Regions from separate parts of the Bombyx mori genome. Here region 1 is linked to region 2. Evidence: chromatin contacts called from public Hi-C data. All regions are on one chromosome and are shown on one strand. The core of a region is the stretch at or near the end of the contact, and the rest is flanking DNA. Distances in the headings are between cores, read along the strand shown. Region 1 overlaps LOC101744562 (fasciculation and elongation protein zeta-2). Region 2 holds the start of LOC101744562 (fasciculation and elongation protein zeta-2).

The links. Hi-C and Micro-C count contacts between places; a contact is called where the count stands out from the background.
Region 1: a contact with region 2 is called in a Hi-C map of whole pupa, with 2.7 times the contacts expected there. The contact joins the enhancer-like site here to the promoter of LOC101744562 in region 2. A contact is called at or near these places in 5 of 7 Hi-C or Micro-C datasets (middle silk gland, midgut and whole pupa).

Annotation. Positions count from the first base shown.
Region 1 is chr18:11,024,776-11,032,500 of ASM3026992v2, reverse strand. All of the region lies in intron 1 of LOC101744562 (fasciculation and elongation protein zeta-2), which reads right to left. Among protein-coding and RNA genes, the nearest start is that of LOC101744562, 34 kb to the right of the region's middle. Within about 2 kb of position 2,895, at least 2 of the 8 cell types and tissues checked have open chromatin away from gene starts, as enhancers often do.
Region 2 is chr18:10,989,155-10,996,967 of ASM3026992v2, reverse strand. LOC101744562 (fasciculation and elongation protein zeta-2) reads right to left here and starts at 2,817. Exons shown (of 7, transcript XM_004928271.4): 1 at 1,960-2,817. The coding sequence starts at 2,366. It overlaps DnaJ-13 (DnaJ (Hsp40) homolog 13), which reads left to right and starts at 6,107. Exons shown (of 6, transcript NM_001046650.1): 1 at 6,107-6,279; 2 at 6,369-6,462; 3 at 6,988-7,154; 4 at 7,687-7,813. The coding sequence starts at 6,218.

The DNA of each region.
Region 1 (7,725 bases), core at 1,646-4,145, 35 kb before region 2:
TAATGCCATAGATACTTCGAAGTCTATCTACACAGATGTACCTTATAAAGTACATACTTCAACAAAATATAAGCATTGTAAAAAGAACGAACCTTTTCTCACATTCTCAAAGATGTGAACGTTCGCCTTATAATCTCAGCATGTCCATATAAATATGTTGTGTGGGATTCTCATTTGACCTCGTATGTCCTAACAAGGCGTATGCAGTAGGCAGTAAAACGGATGCTCTTAAGATTTACGACAAGAAACTCTGGTTTCGACAACGCTGTTTTCGCTCTAAGTAAAATTTAAACATAGGCATTACTAGTGAATGACACAAGTTTTAGCATTGGTGTCACAAGATTTAATACATATTTTTATTGGCTTGGAATGATAAACAGATGGCTCATCTGGTGAACGAATGAAGGAGCCGATAGACATCACAAACTAAAGGCTTTACACCTTGAAGCATGAAGTAGTGGTGGTATGATTGCTTTTTTTTTCTTCTTTTTTTTTCCTACTTAAGCTGATGGTCTAGAGAGACCATATCAGCGTCACCGGGCTAGTAGGTGAGCTCGCGGGGCTCAATCCTGACGATGTTGCTAACACGAACACTATCAAGAGCTGTGCTTCGCAGAATTTACCACCAGATCGGAAACGCGACCCACTGTCGCACCCGACACTGGCCCCCGCGACCCACACGGCTGTGTCTGTAGGTACTAGGTTTTGAACGAAAGCGTAGTTCCACGTTATGGATACTCCAACTCTTTTAACTAATATGCTACGAACGCTTCAGTGTGCGATAAATTTCCTTTCTGATCTTCTCGATCCAATCTCGAAGCTTTAATGCACTTCAAGCACTGGTCTTCATTTCCGATGAATTCGTCGAATCTGAAAAAGTTCGACGTGCAACTTTACCTACAGACACACAGAAATTTTCTAGTTTCTTGCCGCGTCTTCTGAGAGGGTCGCAATTCCGATTTAGAGGAAGATTCAGCGAAGAACTGCTCTTGCTAGGGTAAAGTTTAGAAAGTTTTCTCCGGCTGGGCTGCGTAAGTTCGCTCAACAGTTAAGATGAAGGTAGAATAGCGCCTCGAGATTTCTAGCAGATAGGTAAGGAGGACAAAAAAACTATGCGATCAAAATAAAAACCGGAATACTGACCTTTGTTTGTGAAATGTTAATTATTTGTTTCAACCTTCCAGTTAAGTTGGCAATTGCATAAAACTGATTTAATTTAATAGATTAATGTTTATTTAAGGTAAGCAAAAGGTTAATTTGATTATTATTTTAATAATCATAGAAAAAGTCTTCTTTTTTTTACTTATCGTTAAGTAAGTCTCGGCGGTAGATGACGTACCATTTAGTCTGTAGTACTTCTAAGAAACGAATGGAGACACCATGTCTCTTTTTAAGACGAATAAAATATGTTATTATATGTTTTACTACAGAACTATAATCATCTCTGCACTAAACATTTTTATTTATTAGTTTTTATTGACGACAAAGAAACATCACAATAGTGATTTTAAATAAAGCAGCGATCATAAATTTGTTGACCACAATTATATAAGTAAAAGACGGCTCGGATGACCAAAATGGTCATAAATTAACTTATAGAAAGCCAAGAGCCAGCGAACGTTTAGATTATAAATCTACCGAGGCTCTGACATTTTCTAAATAGTTGACATTTCACAGTGAATGGGTGCCCCCGGGGAAGTGACTGGAAGAATATATTGCTTTATTACACTGCAGACGCGATTAGTTGGGTGTAGCATTAACTGTCATAGAACATAATATATATTTGACAGAAGCTTGAATCGCGCTAAAAACATTTTCAAAATTAATTTTGATTGATTCTGTGGTGTAGTGGTTAGTGCCCTTGACCATTGCGCCGAGGGTCATGGGTTCGATTCCCACATCGGGCAAACATTCGTCTGATGAACATGTTTGTTTGCTCTTTGTCTGGGTGTTTATTATTTATATATTTAAACCTATATAAGTGTGGTTGTCGGTCTTTGATACCCATAACACAGGGAATTCTAATTTGGGGTCGGATGACCGTGCGTTGTTCCCAGATTTTTATTTATTTATTATTATTATTTATATGTACAAGTTCCGAACAATTCGTACCGTTGTAGCGTTGGTATACCGAGTAATTTCACGCGCTCTGTGGAAGACCATCCCTTCATCATTTCCTCCTAACGGGGAGTCGAGCAATTGGAAGCCACAATGTATGTAGGAAGATACGATACATCGTAAATAGTAATGGATATCGGTATTATGGATAGTTCGTAATTACGACCATTGTATTTTTTTTTTTATAAATCTGTAACGTATTTCATTTATTAACATTTTAGCGTGTTAGTTGTGCTTTTGGTAATTATTATTTTGTACTAGCTGACCCGGAAAACTTCGTAGTGCCCCAATGGATAAATAAAATACCTAAACTTTTGTATAAAATAAATTTAAATCAAACAAGAGGAATCCGTCCGACGGAGGACACATCAAAGGAAAAAGAAAATTGTTATTTTTATTTAATACCGAGAATTTTCATATTTATTGTAAGTTTTAAACCTTCTCTGGACTTCCACAAATTGTTCAAGACCAAAATTAGCCAAATCGGTCCAGCCGTTCTCGACTTTTAGCGAGACTAACGAACAACAATTCATTTTTATATATATAGAAGAAGAAGATAGAAGATAGATAGATGTCAGACAGAGTAAGTTCAGACAAAGATAAGTTAAGATATACTCTATTTATTTATTATTAGATACGGTACACTTGCTCAGCACTGAATTACGAGGTTCTTATACAATATATAATGCGATTATATAGGTTGACGAGTTATGTGCGACTGTCTCTTACTTCATATTAACATTGCAACCTCACTACACATGCATGATAAGCTAACTTCAGCCGTGACAAACATTTAAGTAAATAGCAATTAATTTTATCGTAATTGTCTCGACATTGAAGGTGGGTGGGATATTCGCGTTGACCCCTGCTGATAATAGGTCAAATCATATCGCGTGTATTCGTGTATTATTGTATCAGCTGTAAAATACAACATAGAATTTTTACATTTACATATTTAATTCATACTGAATTACCAACATAAAATATTGGCATCAAGAATTCAGGTTTTAACTGGTGGTAGGACCTCTTGTGAGTCCGCGCGGGTAGGTACCACCACCATGCCTGTTTCTGCCGTGAAGCAGTAATGCGTTTCGGTTTGAGGGGTGGGGCAGCCGTTGTAACTATACTTGAGACCTTAGAACTTATATCTCGAGGTGGTTGGCGCATTGACGTAATAGATATCTATGGGCTCCACTAACCATTTAACACCAGGTAGGTTGTGAGCTCGTCCACCCATCAGAGCAATTAAAAAAAAGAAAAGGTTTTGGGTCGATTTTTGTTTAAAGTGTACAATTTCAATGGTACTTCCTGGGTTTTGAGGGACAACCGTCTGAACATCATTGCCCCGACAAGGTTAATGCGAGTCGTGAGCATTATTAACCCTTTTAGTGCTGAGCTTGTTTTCACATAATTTTCAGAAAGTGCTAAAGGAATTTTGAAAAAAGCATTACCTCAAAAACAACCATGAACTTAAAAAAATACAAAAATCTATGCTAATTTGTCAGCAAAATAATTTAAAATGGTTATGCATTTTATAAAAATGTTATTAACTTATTGAAAACGCGCTCTAAGGACATGTCCAAAAATACAAAATCGATGCTAAATTCACAGTAAAATAATTTTAAATGGTTATTTATAAGTGTTATTAACATATTATTAAAAACGTTATACTAAATGCGCGCCTTAAGACACGTCCATGCAGGTCGATACTTAATGCCTATAATCAAACTGCGCCATAGTCGGTATTCCGACGCTCAGCACTTTATAGGCATTAATAGAGTCGATATATCGAAGTTTCGCACTCAAAGGGTTAAAACAGTAGGATATACTTTTATATATGTCTACTGGTGGTAGGACCTCTTGTGAGTCCGCACGGATAGGTACCACCGTCCTGCCTATTTCTGCCGTGAAGCAGTAATGCGTTTCGGTTTGAAAGGTGGGGCAGCCGTTGTAACTATACTGAGACCTTAGAACTTATATCTCAAGGTGGGTGGCGCATTTACGTTGTGCATGTCTATGGGCTCCGGTAACCCCTTAATACCAGGTGGGCTGTGAGCTCGTCCACCCATCTAAGCTATAATAATATATACATATATATTTTTATGTTCATTACGTACGTCTTAAAATTACGGGCACATCGCCGACTGTTTCGAATAAATAAAAACTTCAGTTCTATTCGATAAGAACCACTCAACCGGATGGAGAATACAGTAAGTGCCAGAGATTATATACAGCAGATTATTTTGAATCTTATATTTTAAGTTAAAGAATTAACATATTTTAATTTTTATGATAATCGTGAGCGTCAAGCAAACGGACTATAGATTAAGTCCTACACATATCCGAGTACCGTTAGAATCTTTAACCATTTATCAGGTTTACGATTCGGCTTTGTGTTAGCCGCTACGTCTCCTTTTATGGTCCGCTAATGAAGCTTCAAGGTCCAAAATCCAGTTTGGAAGTTTCTTGGAAGTGCGTTCCGAGCATCGAATCTCTGTATGCTAAGACTTTGCTGTCCTTTTCACGCATACTATAAAGGAGAGAGCAGGATAAAAAATCTGAAGAGATCACACGTTAAGCTCAGATTTTTTGGGTATTTTATGGTCGAAGAATATAAAAAAAAATAATGAAATGGATACAGATTGTCTGATCGGCGAACTGGTTAAAGACACTTTTGGTTTCATTTTAAATTTCCAAAATACTTTACATCTTTTGCTGTGTTTGGGCAGATGAGCTCACTGTTCAAGTGTTGTTAAGTGGTTATGAGAGTCTATTGGTGAGGTCTACTAATTGTTTCTGTAATAACGGTTTCTGTACTAAATAGAGATAGACAAGACGGTGGTAGGTACGTACTACTGACCTACCTACCTCCAGTATATGAGACAATAAAATCGTGAATTATATATATTCATAATTCTTTTTTTTTAATTATGTTTGAGGAATAATTACTGTAATAAACATGACATAAACTTAAGATACATCTCGTCGGGTATTAAATTCTATTACCGACCATGTTTAATTCAGATTTCCAATACTGGCCATAAATTTTTGGATTTATTTTGAACAAGGAACTTTCACTCCGTCTTAAAAAAAATAGTTAATCGATTTATTCAATTTTGAAAAGTCTAGCGTACGAAAAAGAAATACAGTTTTTGTTTACAATGGCCGGCTTTATTAGGATTTGTGTATACAGTAAGCAATGTCAGCATTATATTCTATGTAACGTATAATGTTGGAAGTATGTATGTAAATTTCTGTGAACTATACCTATGTGCACTACAATTTGGATCAAATAACCGATGACGACATACCGTCTTAAAACCAACACAGCATGTATTCTTATTTCTCAGAACGATAACAAAATTATTTATATTATTACAGTTACGTTTTAATATTATAACAATACAATATTGAGGTTATGTAACTATTATTATTACGCTGTTTACCTTATTTACATTGAGAGTACCTACGTGCAAATTGCATCAAATTGATTTCGGAATTTGATTCCAACTAACTATAGTTTTTTTTTTCGGTTTCACTTGGGACACGCGCTAAACTATTGTACTTAGTTTTTCCATATCGTACAAAACAAAAAAGGGCTTTGTGATTTGTGTGTATTAAAACAGATTAGGATTAGATATACATAATATATATGTAGCTATATTAATAAACAAACAGTCGGACATAAATTATACACTATAATTTGGCCTGATTGTAACTGTATTGGAAGTAGAGACTGATAATAATGCTTAATGCATGTTTAAATATATAAATAATGGATTTTAATCACGTCAGCACACGATAATTTTGTTGAGACGGACTCAGAAGATTCTTTTTTTATTATTATTATTAAGTCGCGGGCGGAGTCTTCATAAAAGCAGTGTTATTTATATCTACGACTGGCGAATGCTGAAGAAAACGAAGTTATCTTAAAAACTATAATAAATAGCATTTATAAATTGATGTTGTATTATTAAGGAGTTTATGCAATCGCAACGCGCCAAATTGTTTCAATGATCGCTTTAATTAAGTGATTCGCAGTTCAACAGAGCGAGCGATAATCAAGTTCGTCTGGTGGGTGAACTTTGTTTTGTCCGTTTTGTCTTTCGCAAGTATCAATTGAGCAATTAGCGTGCACGTTTAAGTATTTATGGCGGAGAAAAGAAAAAAAATAAAACTTGAATTTATGTACATTGTACACTGTGACGAGACTGTGAAGAATTATTTTCCACAAGGGCTCCGGCTTCGCCCGGGTCCTTAATAAAAAATTCAACGATACTTGACGTTGTTTTATTTTTTTAAATGAAAGAACACTTATTGCGGCGTAACTATAATAGTTAGACATATGCTGTCGCAACACTTTTTGTAAATAATAATGTGTTCTACAAAGACGTAGTACATTATTTTATCGTAGTACATATAGTAGTACATTATTTATTATTTTATAGTACATCAATGGTTTTCGCAGGGCACGCGATGTAAAAAATATTTTAGGTAATTTTTTTACAGCTTGGGTTACATTATTGGAGTTTTAGTAAGGATCCCTAATTTTTTTCAAAAAATATTATAACTTATGTCACTCAGGAATAGTGTAGCTTTTAAGCAGTTTCAAATCGGTTCTGTACTTTCGGAGTCTATTTAATACAAACAAACAAACAAACCTTTCCTCTTTATAATATTAGTATAGATTAACGTTTTATTTAGCTACTTCGGCGCACAGTGTTGATATTATGGGCGTAATGTAAGCGGCTCATTATTTTTGCCGCGAAGCCCATAGGCGTTCCCGGTTTATAACAATTGATACTATATATACTATGTACAATTGATACTATATATACTATATATACTACTATATATACATACTATGGCCTTATGTTTTAAGGTTCAGTAACCATTTAATTGCGAATGAATTTCAAGTCACCCATTAATGCAATGAAAAAATTAAACAAATAGTATTTTCACATTCACATTAAAAAATAGTCGTACTTACACATAGATATTATTATGTGGTCGACAATCGACCGTGTCTATTTAAATATTCGAAACGTCAAAAATAATATAATGACACAACAAAAAACGCGAAATTTAATAAAGAAATATATAAAGGGTTGTCATGGTTATTTATCTTTATTAGAATATATAATCTATATATTAATACGTGAAGCAAATACTTTGTACCCCTTTTTACGAAAATTGCGCGGACGAAGGAGTATGAAATTTCCCACATTTATAGAGAATATAGTGAATTTGTTTAAATTATGCACTAATAATATATATGTACATTAAATCAATAAAAAAAACGTTACACACACTACTATTTATTTGACACACACACACATTTAAATACTCTTTGTTTATGTCAAACTTTTGTTATTGCTTATAGTCTGTGGTCAAATTGAGAATAGGTTAATATTGTTTATCATTAATATTACTTGTCTATATTGTAGTCTTGGCGAAATCTGTGATTAATGAAGTATAATAAATAGTCATTGACAATAGAAGCATAATAATGTTCAAACTTATCATTTCAATTAATTATAGTCGAATTTCGACTACCGTGGGACCGCTAGTGTACATAATTTGTCGTCGCTGTAGTTCAATTTTCCA
Region 2 (7,813 bases), core at 1,568-4,067:
ACCACATGTCTGTCGTTTAATATTCGGCAAGGTGATTCAAAGCAAGGTGGGTGTACAACATCTGCTTGTACTGATTCACTGAACGATCAATGGAGCACCTGTCGTAGGATGTATTATATTTCGCATTGATTTCTGCAGGTGCTTCAAATAAAAAAATTCAACAGAGATATCGACAAATCCTTTACTTGGGCACTATTCTTATTTACTTTGTATTAGATTATCCTGCTAGATGTACTCAGTCTTAATCTTAGCGTTTATTTAACAAGAATATCAAAGATATACCGTTAATTAGATTTTGAATTTTAGAGAATGACATAGTATTAATGTTTCTGATACAGGATACACCGGTCATCGTTCTCGTCGAACCCGTCGCTTGCGACGAAGGGCTCGATGAGTAAATTAACCCTCAGACACAGCCCACTGAGTTTCTCGCTGGATCTTCTCAGTGGGTCGCGTTTCCGATCCGGTGGTAGATTCTGCGAAGCACGGCTCTTGCTAGGGTTTGTGTTAGCAACGTCAGCAGGTTTGAGCCCCGTGAGCTCACCTACTAGTTAAGGCGACGCTGATATAGCCTCTCAAGGCTATCAGCTTAGCTAGGAAAAAAAATTGATATATAAAATTAAATGTATATACATTATTTTCAAATTTTCGTTAACACAAAACAAATTTATTTCATCCGTTCGAAGTTATGAAAATTTGTTTATTATATCCGAAATTCGGTATCCGTTTCGGAAAATAGGTTAATCGTGCACTAATTCATTTTGGAGCTGTGAATTACAAAACACTACCACACCCTCATAGCTGTTAGCGAATCTCCCTTTAAATTTAACGTTCTCCAGCTTGGTTGCATATAGGTCATCTGGATCGTCTCCAAAACTTTGCGTTTGACACATGCAGAGCTATCTGATGTTTACAATATGATAAGTAGGTATGTTGTACTGTTATTCAATCGAAAATCATCCAAAAGAATAGCTCATTTTTAGTTGAAAACAGATCGATGAGAGACAATAAAAATTAAAATTATTAAATCCCGATACGAGTAATTTCTTACTGTATAAAATAATTGTTTGACAATGTTTAGTTAATATTTCGGTAATCGTAAATAATAATGATGAGTGGTAAAAATATGATGACAGCATTAGAAACGCTGTTTCAAAAGCATTGTAAGCCATCGGTTTTATAAATAAAAGTATGAAATCGCATCAAGAACTTTCGCTCTGAATACAATAGGTCCAGATGAGAACGCGCTTTACTTATTAAGTTATGAGAATATCAAATGAAACAATGTAAAGTTAAGTTTCTTTTTGCAATTCACTTCTGATCTCAAATTTCGTGATGTATGCCAATCGTACATTATAAAACTGGTTTTTATGAATTCAAATAAAAATTCTGCGAAGAATCAATAAAAAGGAAAATTTAGTATTTAAAACAATGTGTTCAAAGTCGAATGTTTGTACTAACGGACTAAATATCATAGTATAAACGAGGTTTAATTAGGTGTTTCATTTTCTGAGTAGGTATACAGGAAATTTGGGTAATTAGATCGAGGGCGCGAGATAATCGTAGACGTCGTCGTAACTTGTATGCCATTTACCCAGTTGGATACAAAGAGGGTGGGTCAGAGTTCGAGCGGTAGGTTTGCGATGCGTCATCGCCACCCTCAGCCACGCACCCCTACACACCCTTGGACTGGCATCGATCGATCTCGCCAGTACGAATGTCATGCGCAAAGCCCGCCCCTATTTGTTTATGTCTTTGGATTTCTTCATTGACTTAACAAATGTAAAAAATACGTTTACAACAAATATGTTTATAATATAAATATGTTTATCACCATATCAGATCACTCAGAAATAGTTTTTTCTTAATAAGCGAATATAACATTAAAATTACTACAATGATGACATCATAGTTTGTAGTGAATGTTTTTCGAATTAGGATAATTATTGTTGGACTCACTGGCATTCGTTCATGATTTCCTCCTGCGAGCGAACCTGCACTGGCGCCAGCTTCTCGACGTTCTCCTCATAGTTTCCGAAACATTTCGTGATTTTCTCATCGAAGGTGTTCACCAAATCTTCAAGAGAACCGGAGAAAGTCTCAGTGAAATTATCCCCTTCGCCGTTCTGCATGTTGTCCTGTTTACACTTCACCAGTCTAGGTTCTTCGTTGTCATTTATTTTGTTGGAATCAGTTTTAGTTTTGATCATTTCACATTTCAGATTGTTAATGTTGTTAAGGATGTCATTGCCGTTGATCGTCTTCTGGGGAAAGTCGGTTGTCGAGAGGCAATCGTCCGCTTCTTCTATTTGCGCCAGCGGCGCTTCGAATTCGAGCTCTGCCATCCTGCCACCCGATTCTCTCATGACCGTACGTCTTAACGCGCAGGCGAACGCGCGAACACTGACTAAGCCGAGTGCTGCCGAAGTACCGACTCGCCGTGCCGAGTACAACCAGAAACTGACGTCTGTCGTCCGTCTTGACGGATTGAGTTGCGCGGTGAAAGAGCGACACGTTAAACGATTGGTAAAGTTGGACACTCAATATGCCGTCTGATTATTGTTGTTTGATCTAAAACTAAAATTTGATGATCACTAAATAATGCCGTCAACGGTCAGGATCCCATGCAGCAACGGTATGATTACGTCATTAGTGAGTTTATGTTCGAAAAACTCATCTTGTTTTTATAAAATTTTTTTCAACTCATTAGTTTTAGGTGGAGACTTCAAATACATGCCATTATGATAGCGATTTTTTTTCTAATTTTATGACTAAATGAGCTCATAAAATACTAGTCGTTTAAATGTTTACCGAAGCCAATGTGTCATTATAATGTATAGAAGCTACTTCTTTCTTCAAATCAGAATACAATACTGTATCGCGTCAAAAGCAGACAGGCTGGTTACCTACTCCTGCGGGCTTACATTACGCCCTACCGCCAATAATTACGAAATTCTTCGTCATAATTCATATACGCGGCATTTGCTTTAGTAAACAATATCTATTTAATTTTTCAAATGAAATTACAAACCTTATTTCTTAGATTGGACTAAGTCTCTTACTCTTGTTGTTCTAATTTGATGATTATTAACTACCATCGTTATTTTGTTGTCAGCTGAGGTCACTGGTTCGTGACTGCCCTCGTATTAATTTACCTATAAACATATTTTAGTTATCGCAGTGATGGCATTGTGGATTTTGTGTAGCGCGTTTCTTGTCACTTGATCCGTGCCGGTTAAGTATATTTGTCCATCTCTATCAAGGGTAGGCGTTAGAAAAGGACGAATGATTTGTCAAGTTTCCGATAGCTTGCAGGGTTCACTCGGACATTTTGGCGGGAAAGTATAGTACCTAACTTGATGTGAATTGGTTTAGTTTGTTTGTACTGGCGATAGGACGTCTTGGGAGTCCGCACGGGTAAATACCACTTTTTTTATGATTGAAAGATTACTGGTGGCCCGGAGGCCTTTCCAGCTTCACCGGGACAGGTGGGCGAGCAAAGGCTCAGCCAGGAGGGGTGGGATTTGCTAACAACTGCCCGAGCCCCTCCGAAGGAGACCTAACAACTCAAGAGCAATTGCTTCGCGAATGAATCTACTACCGGATCGGAATCGCGACTCACTGAGAAGATCCGGCGAGAAACTCAGCGGGCTGATGCATGGGTTAGGTTGCACGTCGACCTCTTTGTCAAGTTCGACGAGTACGGTTACCGGGGTTCCTCAGCTTGCTCCTAGTGTTAGAGCTGAAGGTATCTAATGCAAGAATTATTGGATCTGATGGATCCGTAAGGACGTGTCTAGGGCGACGACGGTGACTTGCTCCTGCGTGATCAGGATTCGGGGAGTAATCAGCGGCGGCAACGATAGTAAATACCACTCTGCCTATTTCTGTCGTGAAGCAGTAATGCGTTTCGGTTTGAAGGGTGGGGCAGCTGTTGTACTGTAAAAACTGAGAGCTTAGAACTCATGTCTCCCGGTGTGTGGCGGTATGAACGTGGTTGATGTCTATGGGCTCCAGTGCCGTAAGCTAGTCTATCCATTTAAGCAATAAAGAAATTAGGGTTTCTTGGACATAAACGTAAATAAATAGTCGTAGCTTATTAGCCGTTTCATATTTGGGACGGAGTACATGTGCTTAGGTTTGTGTGTGTGTGTAATGTGCAATAGTGTTGTTAAACCACCTGCTAGTCATTATGTATAAATTATTGTATGTTTAATATAACGTAGGTAATGCACTCTCACGTTTTGTATGTGGGCTCCGGTAATCACTTATTAGCAAGTGGGCTGTGAGCCATCTTGGTATTGATATAACGCAATAAAAAATAGTTGGATAATGATCCTTAAATTTTAAAGTTACAATGATCTGCTATAGCGATAACTTTCATATAATGGAAGAATCCCGAAAACTTGAATCGCGTCAATCACTTTTATAAGATAAGCATAAAAATATTAGGCTCAAATATCAATATTTATAAGCCTGCTGTGCAAAGAAACCTGATGGAAGATCTTCCTTTTATCTATTCCTATGCTATCCTGTCCTAATTCGAATAAGTTATTAATCAAAATATTTCCGTGTAATACGATAAGATTGGATGAGCTCCCACGATTTCGGTCGCGTTGTAGTTTAATTATAGTAAAACAAGGAAATACATTTGATGTCATCCAGAAGCTAATATGTACATGAAGAATCCTTTCAAATTGAAACTAAAAAGTGTCATCAACACAGCTTATAATTTCCGTCTTTCAAGTACGGGCGCACGAATATCGAGACGTTTCTACTATTCTTCCGCTCATTCCATGTTTATAATAAATATTACTTGTTACGCCATTTTTCGACCAATTATGATTTGTATATAATATGATTAAGATAAATATGAATGGTAAAGTATTAATTATATTTTTTTTCGACAGTGTCGTTTGAGACATTTATTGAGTTTATTAATATTAGTTACGTTATTATTATTGTAGTACCTACTATGCCTTCGCTTAAAATAATATGAAAAAAAAAGACAACCTTGTTCATTTTTGTCTACTAATTGACTCATTGTCCACTATAATTGTTCTCGTGTCTACCAAACATTTCTTTTGAGTGAGTAGAGTTCTAAATGGTTAGATGTTAATTTTGGATCAATATTTTTCCAAGAGTATGTCATGGAGGTATGTGTTTTTCAATGAAATTTATAATTTATATGTATTTATAATTTAAATTTATAATTTAATGATAACATGTCGGGTTCTAATTAGCTCTTACAAATAAATAATAAGCTTTACAATAACTGGGTGATTTTCAGAAAAATTGACCCCGTGACGATCAGGAAATATAATTTTGGGATTAAATGAAATTGCTTAAATTTACTCTGGTATCAAAGAACATGTAATTAACTAGCTAAATATGCTATTTAAATTACAATTTAAACATAAATATGAGAAATATTCAAGTTCTTTGGTCATAATAATATGTTGACAGAAAGTGTTCCTGTACTTCACACAACATAATCAGTCAGAAATAAAACAACCAGGTATTGAAACAAAATCAACTTATATTAGCATCTTAAGGATATGCTTAAAATGTTTTCAAAAATAACAAAAACTTAGCATAATTCTATGGCAATAATAAATAATCAGCCAAATAGTTTCATTTTCGTCACTTCTTAGACACATCGCCCTAGAAAAGTTGTTGTTTAGTAATGATACGTGTTACAAATGAAAAAATCAAGAGAGGAATTTTCGGCAATAACAAAATTCTAATACTAGTTTCAAAACTTAATACTCTAAAGAAATCTAGATACTTTTAAAACTAGTTTTGTATGATTTAGAATATAGGACAGTGATTATTACGAAAATTGCGTGACGAATAGGAATAATTTTGAGCAGTATCTACACTGCCAATTTAAAACACAATCACAAAGAGCGTGGTAATTTTTTTTTAAAAACACCCCACTATACTTTGATCACAGTAGTAGTAGTTGTAGGGTTTTTCTCAAAGAGAAAGGCAATGGAACTAAGCCATACAGTTAACTTTGATCACAGCTACAAGAAAGCAATAAATGACAGATGAGGTTGACATTAGGACTAACGTCTGTCGTTGGCAGCTGTCAGCTGTTTGACGGCTGTTATGTGGTCTACGCATTTATCAAAAATATAAATGGAAATTTCCAAAATAGTAACATGAATCCCTTTTCTAAACAATATAAATTATTTGTATTAATAATATTATAATGTTTTTTATAAAACGAAATTCTGACTTCAAGTCTTTAAATGGGTTTATAAGATTTTACAGGTGCAAAAACTGTGGCATAATGTCGGGTTTTAAATTAGCTCACATAAAACAGAACGAAATACATAATCGTTTTTTTTTGTTGTTTCTAGCTTTGGACGAAGGTGTCATTATGATGTTCTTAATTTGCGTAGAAATTGTTCCGACAAAGAAATCAAAAATGCATTCATTCAGTTAAGTAAAGAAGTAAGTATTTAAATGATACTAACACTTGAGTAATAGATAAGTAATTTTTATTATCATATCGTATTATACTCTCATATTTCACACCGCTTGCCCCGGACGCAGGATGGCGCCGGTTCCTACGCGGCTTGCGTGGCGATCGTGTTCTCATTGCTTATACTTTCATAACGACTTTCTTGGGAAGATTAGTTGCAGTGGTTTCCCCTTGCCTTCTGCACCAGTCCTTTTGGAGATTATTTAGATCTCCAGGCTGCTGAAGCCTCTTCTGGTAAATTACCCAGCCAAATGTTAGTGGTTATACCGCCACAGCTCGGTCGCATGAGTGTACCAGGCTCACCACAAACTGGGAGGAGTGGCGATTGCTCGTGAGGCGCATAACATCTGCCCACAACAATGATGCTGGATGACGACCACGACCGCTCTGACAAGAGTGATACGACATACATTATACTCTCTCAGCATTACACTCTTATTACTATATTAAATCATTTGAATAAAATGAAAACTCACAATATTTTGTTATTGCAGTATCATCCAGACAAGAATAAAGATGCAAAAGCACAAGAGAGATTTGTCCAGATTGTTGAAGCGTATAATATTCTTGGCAAACCAGGCACCAGAGCTCAATATGACAGCATAACTGAAGTTTCAACTGGACCCAATTCTTACGTTTATAAAACTCATGTGCCTTATAAGTAAGCATAATATATACAAACAACAAATAAAAGTAAATATATCCGAAATGCTAGCAATAGAAGTTATCCAAACTTTTTTGGAAATGTATCCCATACTTGAAAAAAGATATTTGAGTTTGTGATTTGTAACCTCATAGCACAAAATAGCCAGTTCCCGGGCTTTTTATTAAAAGTTGATAAAATTTAACTTATAATATTCAACAAGAATGTATTCCTAATTTAAAAGCACATGAATAGTATACTCCTTTAACTTTAGGGTTGTGATGGTAAGCATGAAGTGAAATAGAATTTTATCAAGCACTTTTATATGATCACTTTTGCACCTTTAGAACTTAAGCGACACCTGGAGAAAACATTCATTCTCACTTATTGTTTCCCCTTGCTATTTCCTTAGGGCTAAGTGCTTTCTCAATAAGGTTTTAAAAGTCCTGACATGGCTGAAATAAATCATTGTGTCTTTAAACCAGTTAGTCATAAGTTTGTTGCAATAATTTGTATGTTTTATTCCTAAAATGACACAAAATAATTTCAGTCTACGTAAAAATGCACAGTACAGTTACTACTATGATTTCGGATCCAAAGCACATAGTGCGAAAGGAAATACAAACACATATTATAGTAATGAGAGTGCCAAGAAAATGCCCAATTATTATATAATT